3 separate regions of the Gossypium hirsutum genome follow, and regions 1 and 3 are each linked to region 2. Evidence: chromatin contacts called from public Hi-C data. All regions are on one chromosome and are shown on one strand. Each heading gives the region's core, a stretch centred on a gene start, on an enhancer-like site or on the middle of the called end of the contact. The rest is flanking DNA. Distances are from core to core; before and after follow the strand shown.

Region 1 (4,557 bases), core at 1,498-3,997, 140 kb before region 2:
TAAGTCAGTGAATGGCAGCGTGAAATCGACAAATGCAAATCTGCGAGAGGTGATTGTTATATCCCCCACAACAGCATCATAATTCTAGGCCATTGATCACAAGAAAGAATATATAAATACCACATTCAAGTGCAATATAATTTGAGTTCTCAGAAGCTGAGGAATGTATGCATAAATATGCCCATAAATGCAGATTTCTGAATGTAGCAGTTCCAATTCAATCTGGGTTTATATTACACGTTCTAAACTGTACATTTCTAAAGATTGTTATTCCTGAACTCAAACTCAATTATGATCATAAGTAGGGTTTCAGAATATTGGAAAATATTATAAGTTGATATTTCTTACCTTATGATAAACCTGAAGGATAAGATCATCATAAGATCCTGCCATTCGTCCGTTGGCATCTTCAAACGGGATAAAATCGTAATGTACTTCATAATCTAAACTCTGAACGGCTTCCTTAAACACATCAACACAGAATCCAGTTACAATTATATCATTCGTTTGGGGATCATGAACAACACTAATTAATTCTCTGAATTGATTAGTCACTGGAACCCCAATCCTCAACCTCTTCCCACGTAGAGACCACCCTTTGGGAATGTTCATAGTTCCTCCGGGCCAAATAACACCTTCAAGTTTACTAGATGATGTTGAGTTCGTTTCAGTGTGGTTTTCTTCCTTCATTATTGAGGCAATCCCATTTTCTGGATTCCAATAACCAATTATCCTATCTCCCTTGAATACATTTACAATTTCGATTTCCTTTGGGATCAGCCTGCCATTAGTAAGTTGAAAGCCACCACTTATTCCCTTAAATCTACTTTGTAATATCTCATCCATAAATACCAAACCACTTTCTGAGGACCGAATAGTGGTGAAGTTCATATTCAATCTGGTTTCTTGGTGTAGGATATGAGGATGTCGAGTCATCACCCTTTCCGCTGCTGTTGCCACAGCCCAAACCATATCATAGCTCCATATGCCATACACATTCATCTCCATTTCTTCTAAATTTTTATTTTCATTTAAGTTTTTACTCCTCCACCTGATTGCGAACCTGCGAAGCTCCTTTGATGCCGGAATGTGAGGTTTGAATCCTACCACCCCCTGCATTGACTCAAAGACTGATGGATCCATTGAATTCATGAAATTAGTAATCATATCAGTTGTTATCCAAGCATACCCTTGAGTCAACATTCCAAGCTGTTTAGCATTTAAGAAAAGTCGAGATGCTAGAATAGGTGACATATGCACCACATATACAGTCATCTGCAAACTCATGAGCTTCATGAGCTGCTCAACAATTTCTTCATCAGTAGATGATGTTAGAAGGGCAACATGCTGATCAAGACGAAAACCAGTCATACTAGAAAGGATTGGTCTTGCAGAATCATTATCTTCATAAATGAGGATAACACTTCTCCAACTGAATGCTTCAACAATGGCAGCGATGGCTTTGGCTCGAGAAGACTCATCTTCACCAATTTGAATTAAATGAGGATACTCAAAGGAGGACAAAGATAGACCAGCTGCGAAGAGTGAAATAATTGGAATTTTTACTCTAGATCCCAACTCCGCTAAAATCTTCACTCCAGCTGAATTTTCCGCAACAATAATGGCATCCAATTTGAAATTTTCCAAGAGAACCAAGGCTGCAAATCAGTAAGTGTACGAGTGAGGACTTTTTCATAACCAAAAAATAGATGTCATATACAGAGAAACGTACCTTGGGATAGAAGAAGCAACGGATCACCCCCAGAATCTCTGGTATGCACAACTAGTTTTGTTTGATAGTGACAATTCTGACTGTAAAAATCGGATATAGCCATGGAAATGCAGCTATCAACAATTTTTCCCACCCAAGATTGCGCATCAAGAATCAACCCTACATGAATCATTTCTATGGCAGTATCATTGATACTTGTATGATTGGTTGACAATGGCTGTACAAGACTAAACAAGGTTGTAACTACAAAGAAGGTCCACTTAGCCTTTCTTGCGAAATCCATGCAGCCAAAAAGCAGTTTTCCGAAACTCTAGTCTGCCGGTAAGGACTACTTTATTCCTTCATCTATGATTCGAAGAATACATGAGATTGACTACACTATACTTGACCGACTCCCAGCGTGACTCAGTCCAACATGAACAGTTGACTTGACGCTAAGAGATATTATTCTTCTTTTAGTTGACCGATAAATTTGAACCACGTATTTATAGATTAAACTTCAAAACACAATATATTGTATTAAATACAACAGGGAATCCTGGAAGCAATGGTTTCAATGTCGTGGTTCATCTGATAAATTTCCCAGGAAAAAGCTCAAAGACCAAAATAACAGCTAACAAATTTCCTTTGGGGTTTTAAACAATAATTCGTCTTTAGCTATTTATTTACTGCTATCAGTTTGTGTTTCCCTGTCGCGGAATTACTGCTATCAGTGGCTGAGTAGTTCCATGTTAATAATAATCACAAGCTCAGCGATTAACCGCCAGTGTATTTAGTTATTTATTTACTTTCTTAAACATAGTCATCCCTGCTCTACTTAGAACTAACAGTTCGCATATTTGTCTTGTTTGTGTATTTAGTAATGCCATAAATCATGTTTAATACATTTCAGTTTTGACGTGTTTAATCACGTTTTATATTCATTTACATGGATTTTGAGAGATTCATACATTCATGTCATCTTTTTTGTGCATCATGTCTAATATTGTCCCGTCCCCAGTTAACCTCTGCTTGAAGCTAATAGATGACGAGGAATATATATATGTATTATGCATATAATGTATGCTTTTCATTTTCCAGTATGGATATGATGTATTGGTAGAATTGAGTTCTCAAACTAGCTGGAAGATGTAGCAATCCTTTTATATTTAAAAGATGAAGAAAAATAGAACAAACACTTGTAATATGGGATTCAATGGTGGTAGAACCTACGGTAAAATTTGACTATCAGCCCTAGTTTGAGATTTTAAGAGAGATTCTAAGACCAAAGACTTGGCCAACAACTGAGAACCATGATAGAAGATATAGTTCCAGCACCACTTCAAATTTAGGGTTAGCAGTGTCACTGAGAAAAAGCAACTTCATCCACTCAGCAGTCCCACATGGATGTAATTTGTACCATGGTCTTTTCAAGCATGGATGTTCCTATAATTGAAAATAGTCGCATATCATCTTCATATAACATGCTTCTAAACGATTTACCAAAAAAGAAAGAAGAAAGGAAAGTTATGGTCATGTCATTGTGTTTGGCATGAAGGATCAATAACAGCGAGAGAAAAAAAAAAGGTCAACATTGTGTTTGGTAGGAGAGAAAGAAGGAAAGAGGGAGGAAGGAAAAATTATTTCTTTCCATCATTTCCTTTATTTAGTTATGAATCTGCAAGGAATTTAGAACACTTCTTAAAAACAAGGAAGCTGCAAGGCAAAGAGCTAATAAAGCAAGGTAGGAGAAACATACCTCTTGAGTTATGAATGTCCATTTTTTTGACAATTCCTTTGAAGCGCATGCAGGGAGCTCCTTTTCTATTTCATCCAATGGCAAAGGTCTTCCATCTATAAATGGTATAATATATATCTCACTTATACTCTTCAAATAAATATTGAATCGAATAATTTAAAGCCAGATTTCATCTATATACACCTGCATAAACCCATGCATTCAAAGGAAGCAAGAATATGACAACCTGTTTCCTTGGTCCGCCATCAACATAAACCAGATACTAATATATATATATATATATAAGACAAAGTCACCAACCAGAGAAGCATTACAAATGACCTGACATAATCCCTTAATTAAACAATTACTTGCTACTAACAGCTTTTGTTATTCAATAAGGTGCAATTATGCTATATGAAGGGATTCCTCAGCACAGGGTCTGTCCTGCTGCAATAAAATTTCATACTGTTAAGCTTACATGAACATGACTTTATTTGTTTGGTGCCCTGTTTGATGACAACTGACAGATAATTCTAATAACTAAGCTTATCAGCACCTACTCTAAGTTAGTTCTAATAGCCTCAAGTTGCCAAATCACATCTTAGCAAAGCAAAACTTGTCAGAGGTTAATTTCGTTAGCATGTAGCCATCAATAATTGAATCACCTATCATCCTTCACAAGATTATTTGTTGAAGACAATTGAAAAGTGAACAGATCATAGACAATGAAAACATGTAAAGCATAAATTCATCCATGAATCAATGCTAGGACTTGTATTTCAGATACACTAAGCAAGATTTATGAGATCCATAATTACATTACACGACCACCACAAATTTTCAGGAACTGAGAGTTCCATAAGTTTAGAATATGATATAAATTCCCAGCTGCAAGACAAGCAACAGTTTATTTTGAACAATTTCAATCCTTCAAATCAGATGACCCATTTTCATGATCAGTTAACAAAGCATGCAGCAAAGCATAGAGTATAACTGTTATCTCTTTGGTCTTTTAGCCCCATCCAAATTTGGAGAGAGAAGGGATATGAAACTAGCTCTTTGAGAAGAGGATACACGAACCTACTATAAACCCAAATGCTCAAGC
Region 2 (4,377 bases), core at 780-3,279:
GAAACGGGCACACCTTAGATAATCCCTTCCAAAGAAAAGAGCTGTTTCCATGCAATATGCTATCCGGAAGAGTATCTCGCGCGCCATATTTAGACCGAAGAACTTTCACCCAAAGAGTATATGTTTGAGACTAAATTAAACCCCAATTTCATAAGAGACAAAGTATTTTGATCTTGAAGTCTTCTTAACCCAAGGCCCCCACAAGAACGAGGTTGCCAAGCTGAATCCCAACTAACCAAAGCCAACTTCCTCTGCCCATTAGAAGACCCCCAAATGAATTGTCTGGTTAATCTCTCAATTTCATCACAGACCCATTTTTGAATTCTCATCGATTGCATAAAATAATTAGGTATTGTGAGTAACACCGATTGAGCTAAAGTGACTCGTCCTGCAAGAGACAGCTTTCTTGCATCCCAGCTAAAAAGCTTACTACATACCTTATCCACCACAAAGTTAAGAGTACTTTTAGTTACCCTTTCATGGAAAAGAGGAACCCTAAGATAAGAACCAAGATCATTAACCCTTTTGAAACCCATTCAGCAGTTAATACGATCAGCATAAATCTCACCAACAGAATGAGAGAAACAAATGCTTGTCTTGTGTGCATTAACTTTATGACTCCAGTAAGAACAGAAGCAATCCAAAACTTCTTTAATATAGTTGGCATGCATCTAATCTGTTTTACTAAAAATAACTAAATCGTCAGCAAAAAATAGATGAGACAATTTAGGACCTGACCTAAATAATCTGATTGGATTCCACTGACCATTAGAGATCGCGGAGTGAATATCATGTTCGAGCCACTCCATACACAAAACGAACAGATATTGAGATAGAGGACACCCTTGTCAAATCCCCCTTGTAGGTTTAAAACACCTTGTAGGCACTCCATTCCAAAGAACTTGTAAGGTAAAACTTGAAATTTTGGACATAATGACCCTTCCCAAATAATCTGGAATGCTAGCAACCAGAATAGAAGCATTAATCAATTCCCATCTAACTCGATCATAAGCTTTTTCGAGATCTATTTTAATCATCATCCAAGGAGTCTTGTTTTTTTTACCCTTCATCGAATGAATGACTTCTTGTGCAATGAGAATGTTGTCAATTATATTCCTTCCTACTATAAATCCTGTTTCTTCTTGTGGGATAATTTTACAAAAAACAAGCCGAAACCAATTAGCTATTACTTTCATAACCAGTTCATACAGAACAAAACACAAGCTGATAGGCTGAATTGTTGGAAACTTTTCGGATTAGCGACTTTGGGAATGAGAGTAATAAAAGGGTTATTCAAAATAAGGTTGATGCCTCCATCAAAGACGTTTTTAACCTAATCACAAACAACACTTCCCACTACGTCCTATTGATTATGGAAAAACAGGGCATGAAAACCATCACAACCTGGGGATATAAGAGGTGCCATTTCAAAATGTGCTCTCTTAATTTCGTCATTAGTGACATTCTTTCCCAAAAATTCAATATCACTCGAATCCAACCTAGGAAAAGAGCTTAGAGGTAAAGCTTCCAAAGGGTCTAAATCTGCACCATAGAGATTATTGTAAAAAGAGACGGCTTTAGATTTTAGAGTTTCTAATTCAAAACACCACTCATCTCCTCTAATTCATAAAGTTGAGATATGATTCATCTTCCTTCTTCTAAGCGTGCGATTATGAAAAATTTTGTATTTCAGTCTCCAAAGTTGATCCAATCGCATCTAGATTTCTACTTCTGTAACAATTCTTCGTGATGTAAGACTTACTCCAATTCTTCTCTAATTTGTATTTCAATATCGACAAGCCAATCCGAATTTGATTTTTCCTAAGCTGCCTAAATAGTAGCCAACCGATTCAACAGTTGCCTCTTCCTTGATCCAATATGACCATAATCTGTCTTATTCCTTGACCCAATATGACCCATAACTTAATATGACCCAATATGGACACATGATCTTGTCCGAGGTCATATGAAGACTGGGTTTGAAATTTAAATCACGCACGGGCTAAAAAAAACTCACACCCTCGTGTGACACGGCCGCTACTCTTTTTAAACCAAAAACCTTACATTATGTTTGGTTGGGTGTATTGACTACCCTAATCGGTGGGTCCCACCTAATCCTTTTCTATTCCGTCGTTTGGTTCAATGTATTGCTAATACGCGTGTAATCCATTACTTTCCTAATCAGTGAAAACCACCGATTTCTATTCCCCTCTTTTGCCCAGATTAGCTACCGCTTTAGCAAATCGTCCCTGTTTTACCCTTCCCCGATCCCCTTTGTTTCTCTTCTGTTCCTTCTAGCTTCATCCGATTTATTTCCTTGTTTTTTTGCTTTTCTTTTCTGCCGATTTGCTCCCAGTTTATTTTCTTTGTATTTGTAACATGGGCGTTTCCTTCCTTAGCTGTGAAACTGAAAAGTCTCTCTTGCTTTCTCTCCCTCCCTCGAGTATCTTCTCTTCGCAGGCAAACAAACATAGCTCAATTTCTTTTCTTATTCCGAGTCTTGGTTATCAGGTAAGGCATCTTCTCTTTTCTCCATTTCAGAAGCTTTAGAACAACCGCCTTTTCTTTTCTTTAATTCAGAATCTTGATTTTATTTCGAGACTATTCCAATTCCCTTTCTTTTCTTTTTAATGATGATTTACAACTGGGTTTTTTGTGAAACTGAAGGAACGGTGGTGGGTGTATTCTTTTTCTTATGCTAAAATTTTAGGGTTTTGTTCTCAATTTCAAGAATTTCTTTGATTTATCATTGTGTTTCTGGGTTTTGGATTAACAAGTTGATAAAGTGAACTAAACTTGGTAGGTTTCAAGATGAGATTGTCGATGGACCTTATCATGAAAACTGGAAATACTTTACATTGGACAAATATAATAGAGGGGACTGAAGTATATACGCAATTGAGCTTATATATATTATTGTTTTTTTTCTTTGTTCTCTTTTATCATATTTTTTATTGTTTTCTTGTCTTCTGCTTATAATAACTAAGCGCTTCTTGTGGATTGTGAAGTGTGATATTTGTTTTTGGCTCTGTTGATGGTTAAATAATTCTTTATTCACGCAAAAGAGGAGCCTAGCCAACTACAATAAAAGCATCTGCGAAACTGATAGTAATCACAATAGAGAAGTATTCTGGATAAGTAATCACTACACTCAAACCCCAGTTGCAAGCAAGCATCTTGTTGGTATCATCCCTTTCAACTGTGGAGTCTTAGTCAAACTGCCTCTATGATTTTATTAAGAATAACTGAAAAAGTATTAATCTTCTTGCCATGAAGCCTAGAATTCCTCTCCACCAATAACTGAAGAAGTGTGATATTTGTTATTCATTGATCAAAATTGTTCTTAAGATTATATCTAGGCTTTTGTTTCTTTGCATTTGGTTGTAGAACTCATGTCAGACATGAGTCAGGACATGATACACACACACATAAGGATTGACATATACTTGCCAAAAACTTTCGACAGGTTGTGTCAGTCGATGTAAGGTTAAGGGAACTCATATATTTCTATTTTTGCAATTTTCAGGTGGAGGTAAGATTAAGGGAAGGAAGGGCTGTCAACATTCACATGTTTTGTGCTCGCAGGGCAGGTCTCTTGCTCTCCACCATGAGAGCTCTAGACAACCTTGGATTGGACATACAACAAGCTGTAATCAGCTGTTTTAATGGGTTTGCACTGGATGTTTTCCGAGCTGAGGTGCCCTTCTTTTTTCTCTTCATCTACTTCGTTGATTTCCATTTAAAATCAATTTTAATTTGCACATCTATCCAACAGATTTCAACTAAAATCTGTCTAACAATTTTTGATGAATGCGATTTCTTTCAAAGTCTAGCCAACTCTAGTGCAAAAAATAAGGCCATATAGAAAGCTATTTCTTCTGTTTAACACTTAAAACTACAAATGAAATGAGCCTTTATTGAAGAAATTCAGTTATTTTCTGTGCATCTTTGCTACATAGAACTGCTGTTGAAAAGAACAGTTCAGTAAAAGTCAAGTTCAAATAATGGTATAGACCATGAGTCAGAAACCCTGAAATTGATGACTCTCTTCCCATTGTCCTTTTGTATATGAATAGCAGACTGACTACTTGCACTAGTTTGCACATAGATTAAAGTAAGAATCCTTGTTTAGTGGGATATATCCTAGGCAATTTTTTCTTTCTGCTCATACCTCTGAAGGTCAACTATGATGCTAATGGTTAATAATTGTTGATCTTTAGATCACTAAATTACTTGTGAGATGAATTTGTTAGGTATTTACTGCAAGTGATAAACAGAATTTATTGTGAGGTGTGTTTTCCTTAAAGTTTAGTTTCGGATCTGGTGATGCTGAACAAAGACAATATGAAAATTGGGAAATTGGAGCTATGCGAGTAC
Region 3 (3,971 bases), core at 1,105-3,604, 210 kb after region 2:
AATAACAATCTCGAAGGTACTGCAGTCCTGGCAAAGGATGTACAATGCAGTTAAACCAAATTTAGTCTCAAGGCAAAACTTGGGTTTCAATCTGCACCCTCGTTCCAAATGATCCACATGTGCTTCAGCTAATCGATCCCGTAGAACTTCCAAATTAACCTGAAAATAAGACCAGAATGTGGACAACTCATTGAAACTTAACTTCAGATGGCACTTGTCAGACATTGGTATTGGACAGTTAGATATCTGCATCCTCAGAGGATCATATCTCTGTACTCGTATCTAAATATATTCGAGCGCATACTTAATGTAAAATGAAGAGTCACAGCAACATAGGTTAAGTTTCTTTTTGTTTTTTGGTTTTTTTCTGAAATGAAGGGATCTTTTAGAATGTGATACATTGTGCAAATGATATAACAATGAACTGGTTGCACTGCAAAAGAAACTGTATGAGAAAAAAAAAAGAAAAAGTTAATAGGATAACCTCATCATCTCTGTTAAGCTGAAGTTTGCAAAGGGTACAATAAATAAGTTGATGATTCTGTTGCAACTCTCCTCTCTTACAGATGGGGCACCATATCTGTTTCTGCACCTAACATAAACATCAGAAAATCTTGTTGATTTCATTCATTTTGAAAAACTTAACAGATGATGGTGAAAATTCAACTATAATACAGAACCACATATAAGAATTAAGAACATAAAAAGAATAATACAACAACACTGATAAAGAAATTTCCTGGAAGCAATCAGAAAACGTTGCCTACAAAAACATCTTATTGCACCTACAAAACATTATGTATTAAATGTTCGCTACGGGTTAACAATACTAACACTTGCATAGAAAAAGAAACATGAATAGTTTACTGTCACTGTACCTGCTCATCGTTCAATTGCATATGCTCGTAAACTGCACGGGCCAAGTATTCATCTTGTTCATCTTCCCAACTTTCTATTCCTTCTTTTGGTTCTGCAAGGAACTAGAGTAAACATTTGAACTAAAAAAGGATGACTTGATCAAATATAACCTCCAAAGTCATGCATTTGCATGATCATTCACCCACTTATAGAAAGATACGAATACAGGTGCAACACTAGGACAGAAGCCTTAACAACAGTGGTTTTAAAGTGGGACTATTAATTACCTTTCTCTGCTGGCTCTCTCCTGAGATCCTCATAAAATATTCTTTGCATTTCTAGCAATATCTCTTCGCATTCACCTTGATACGCATCTTGAAGGCCACTGTATTCCCATAATTCATCAGGGGCTGAGGAAACAGAGTTTGAGCTTTCCAAACAGTCACTTATTGGTGAGTCTTTAATTCTTTTAAGTTCATCAGAAACTATGTCCTGAAAGGCAGTTTTTATAAACTCCTGAAACCAGAAAACACAAAAAAAAAAGAAAAAAAAAGTGATGTACCAATAAACTCACCTGCATGAATTTATTTCAAGAGAAACAGAATTATAAGAAATCAAGAAAAAGCACCTGAATTCAAAAAAAAATACCAGCAAATATTACAAGCAAATTTCACCAGGCTATATAATCCTATGTTACTTGGACTTGGATATGCGTGTTAAATACAAGTATGCATCTGTCATGAACATGTTTAATTTTTTTTCCTGAAGTTTTTCATGTAATTGGAGAGTTTTGGAAGGATTTTTCTGTCTGACACAGGCATGGATGATGGAACACAGGTATTTGAAGAAAAAATAAAGACTGAACCAACATATATTTTATCAAGAGAGGCTAAATAAGTAGCAAGGGTACAATTTTGGAATAAAACCTAAATTTTATATTCCAAGTTCAGGGTAACCTAATAATATGCAGCAAAAGGCAATAAATATATAGAAACCAGATAAAATATTTTCGAATGAAAAAAAAAAAAAACCTTGTGATTGAAAGATTGGGCAGCAGGCAACCTCATTTTCCAAAGCAAACGAGTGCGGTCTTCTCGTACCCTTTTGTAACAATTTTCTCTCAACTACACTTCATCATCCACAATTTAAATAATATTCATCCAATTTCAAATTTTCAACAGATAAAAGAAAGATAAAATGATAAACCCTAAAACCCAAAAATGAAAATCCCATAATTAATACTTAGAGAGGGAGACGAACCTTGTGTTTCCATAAGGAGTAATTGTTGAAACGGGGATGAGTTTTGAGGGAAGGTCGTTGGATTATTGGGCAAGTATCTTCCATCTTTGGTTCCATGTTTCAGGAGCTATCTCCAAACTCGAAAAAAACCCAGCTGAATTGGTGGAGCAGAGAGAGAAGACCGTGAATCGTTGCGAAGAAGCAAGTCGGAGGTTGGTTGTTGATGAAGAAGATGAAGAAAGAATTCCATTTTATTCCACATAATAAATTGTGCAATTGGCGACTTGGTGAGGGTGGCTTTGGGTCTACCCTGAGTTGGCCCAAAACTAATCCTACAGCCTAAAAGGCCTAAAGGTCCCCATATCCACCCATGATTTTGTTAATATGCTCAATGAAGTATCTATTCATCTTTAGAAAACACTTCCACTGCGTTTGGTTGGATGGAATTGCAATTCCATTCCGCAGCAATTCCGCGCGCTACAGTGATGCAGGCGTTTGGTTCACCGTTTAGGTGATTCCACGAAATAGGTATTACGTTCCCATTCCCTCATCCCACGGAATAGCCATTACACGGTTGGGGGTCTGAATACCCATTCAAGCAAGACCGTTTAGGTTTTAGACGAAAATAGCCTGCCTCCCTTCTTCCCAAAATTAACTCCAGCAGATTTCTTCCTCCCCAAATCAAGCATCCATTCGCCCTTCATCTTCATCTCCTGGTACGTTTTCTTTTTCTTTTTTTTTCTTGATAGCATCCACAAGACACTGGTTTCACTGGAAAATGGGAACTCTTTTTGCTATCTCTCACCGACCTTTCGGTCCTCGGTTTCACTGGAAAATGGGAACCCTTTTTACTTTTCAGATCTCTCCGTTTGCTCTTTCTGTTGCTTTCTCCCCGGTGAAAGATCAATCAATTGGCTCACTCGATCTTTCACCTCTTTCAACTTTTCTTTTCCCCTTTTCGGTTGAGACTTTTTCTGCTCAACTTTTATTTTCCCCTTTTAGACACGTTTTCTTATTCTTGTTTACACGAATTGAACTTATGATGTTTCTATTGGATGCAGTGAAATCCAGAAGTATCAGCAAAGTACTGAACTCATCAAGAAACTGCCTTTCGAAAGGCTCGTTCGTGAAATTGCCCAAGCCTTTTTAAGGTAATACCATTAAATTACTGCTTCTTCTTCATTTCTGTTTAATTATTGTAAAGAAATCAAAACTTAAGAAATTAGTATGGTTACTGTTTGCATTTCATGAAGACAGACGATTCATTTATGTTGGCTAAGCTGTAGTTATCAAGCATGGTTGAGGAACTTTAGTGCTTATAGAAAGTGGGTAGTGTAAATTGATGGAAGAAATATAGTGTTCTTTTTCTTGAGATTGAACTAATGTGGACACTCTTCACGTTGAGTCAGCTAGTTGAGATAAAAACATATATTAATGAAGATGCAAAGTGTATGTATCATATATTCTTAATATAAAAACATGAGCTTTTATAGCAAACTAGTAAAGCAAATTATAGGCTACCCTCTCATTGAGTCAGCTAGTTGTTGAACTTTTTTTTCGGTTTCTTCCAGTTTTTTTCGTTTTTCTTCACGTCATTATTGGAGTTCTTTGTACTTTCCTTCTGCCTCATCAGCTCTCAGTTTTTCTGTTTCCAATGAGGACTGTGGGAAACAAATATGATAAGAAACATTCCTAACCATGGATAAAACGGAACTCTTGCAGCATTATTTGAAGATATATTGGATTTTGGAGGTTCATACCTTTAGGCTTTCCACTTCTATTAGAGATTCAACTTTCTTTGTATCTTCAACGAGAACTTCTTTCTCTTGAATAACTGGAGGCGCTTCTTCGATGGCTTTCTTTGCAGTCTCTCG

Evidence for each region. Hi-C and Micro-C count contacts between places; a contact is called where the count stands out from the background.
Region 1: a Hi-C map of leaf shows a contact between it and region 2, with 4 times the contacts expected there. The contact joins the promoter of LOC107955017 here to the promoter of LOC107955010 in region 2. A contact is called at or near these places in 7 of 34 Hi-C or Micro-C datasets (all in leaf).
Region 3: a contact with region 2 is called in a Hi-C map of leaf, with 4 times the contacts expected there. The contact joins the promoter of LOC107955002 here to the promoter of LOC107955010 in region 2. A contact is called at or near these places in 5 of 34 Hi-C or Micro-C datasets (hypocotyl and leaf).

The regions. Positions count from the first base shown.
Region 1 is chrD07:53,683,801-53,688,357 of Gossypium_hirsutum_v2.1, reverse strand. It overlaps LOC107955017 (glutamate receptor 1.2), which reads right to left and starts at 2,747. Exons shown (of 5, transcript XM_016890717.2): 1 at 1,733-2,747; 2 at 349-1,658; 3 at 1-84. The coding sequence starts at 2,015. It overlaps LOC107955018 (ubiquitin-like-conjugating enzyme ATG10), which reads right to left. Exons shown (of 7, transcript XM_041097842.1): 6 at 3,471-3,565; 7 at 2,851-3,389. The coding sequence ends at 3,378.
Region 2 is chrD07:53,542,206-53,546,582 of Gossypium_hirsutum_v2.1, reverse strand. It overlaps LOC107955010 (transcription factor SCREAM2), which reads left to right and starts at 2,029. Exons shown (of 3, transcript XM_016890713.2): 1 at 2,029-2,511; 2 at 3,527-3,697. The coding sequence starts at 2,380.
Region 3 is chrD07:53,337,656-53,341,626 of Gossypium_hirsutum_v2.1, reverse strand. LOC107955002 reads right to left here and starts at 2,354. Exons shown (of 6, transcript XM_016890701.2): 1 at 2,119-2,354; 2 at 1,890-1,982; 3 at 1,146-1,374; 4 at 879-970; 5 at 485-586; 6 at 1-159. The coding sequence starts at 2,214. LOC107955003 (a long non-coding RNA gene) reads left to right here and starts at 2,532. Exons shown (of 3, transcript XR_001699787.2): 1 at 2,532-2,813; 2 at 3,159-3,248.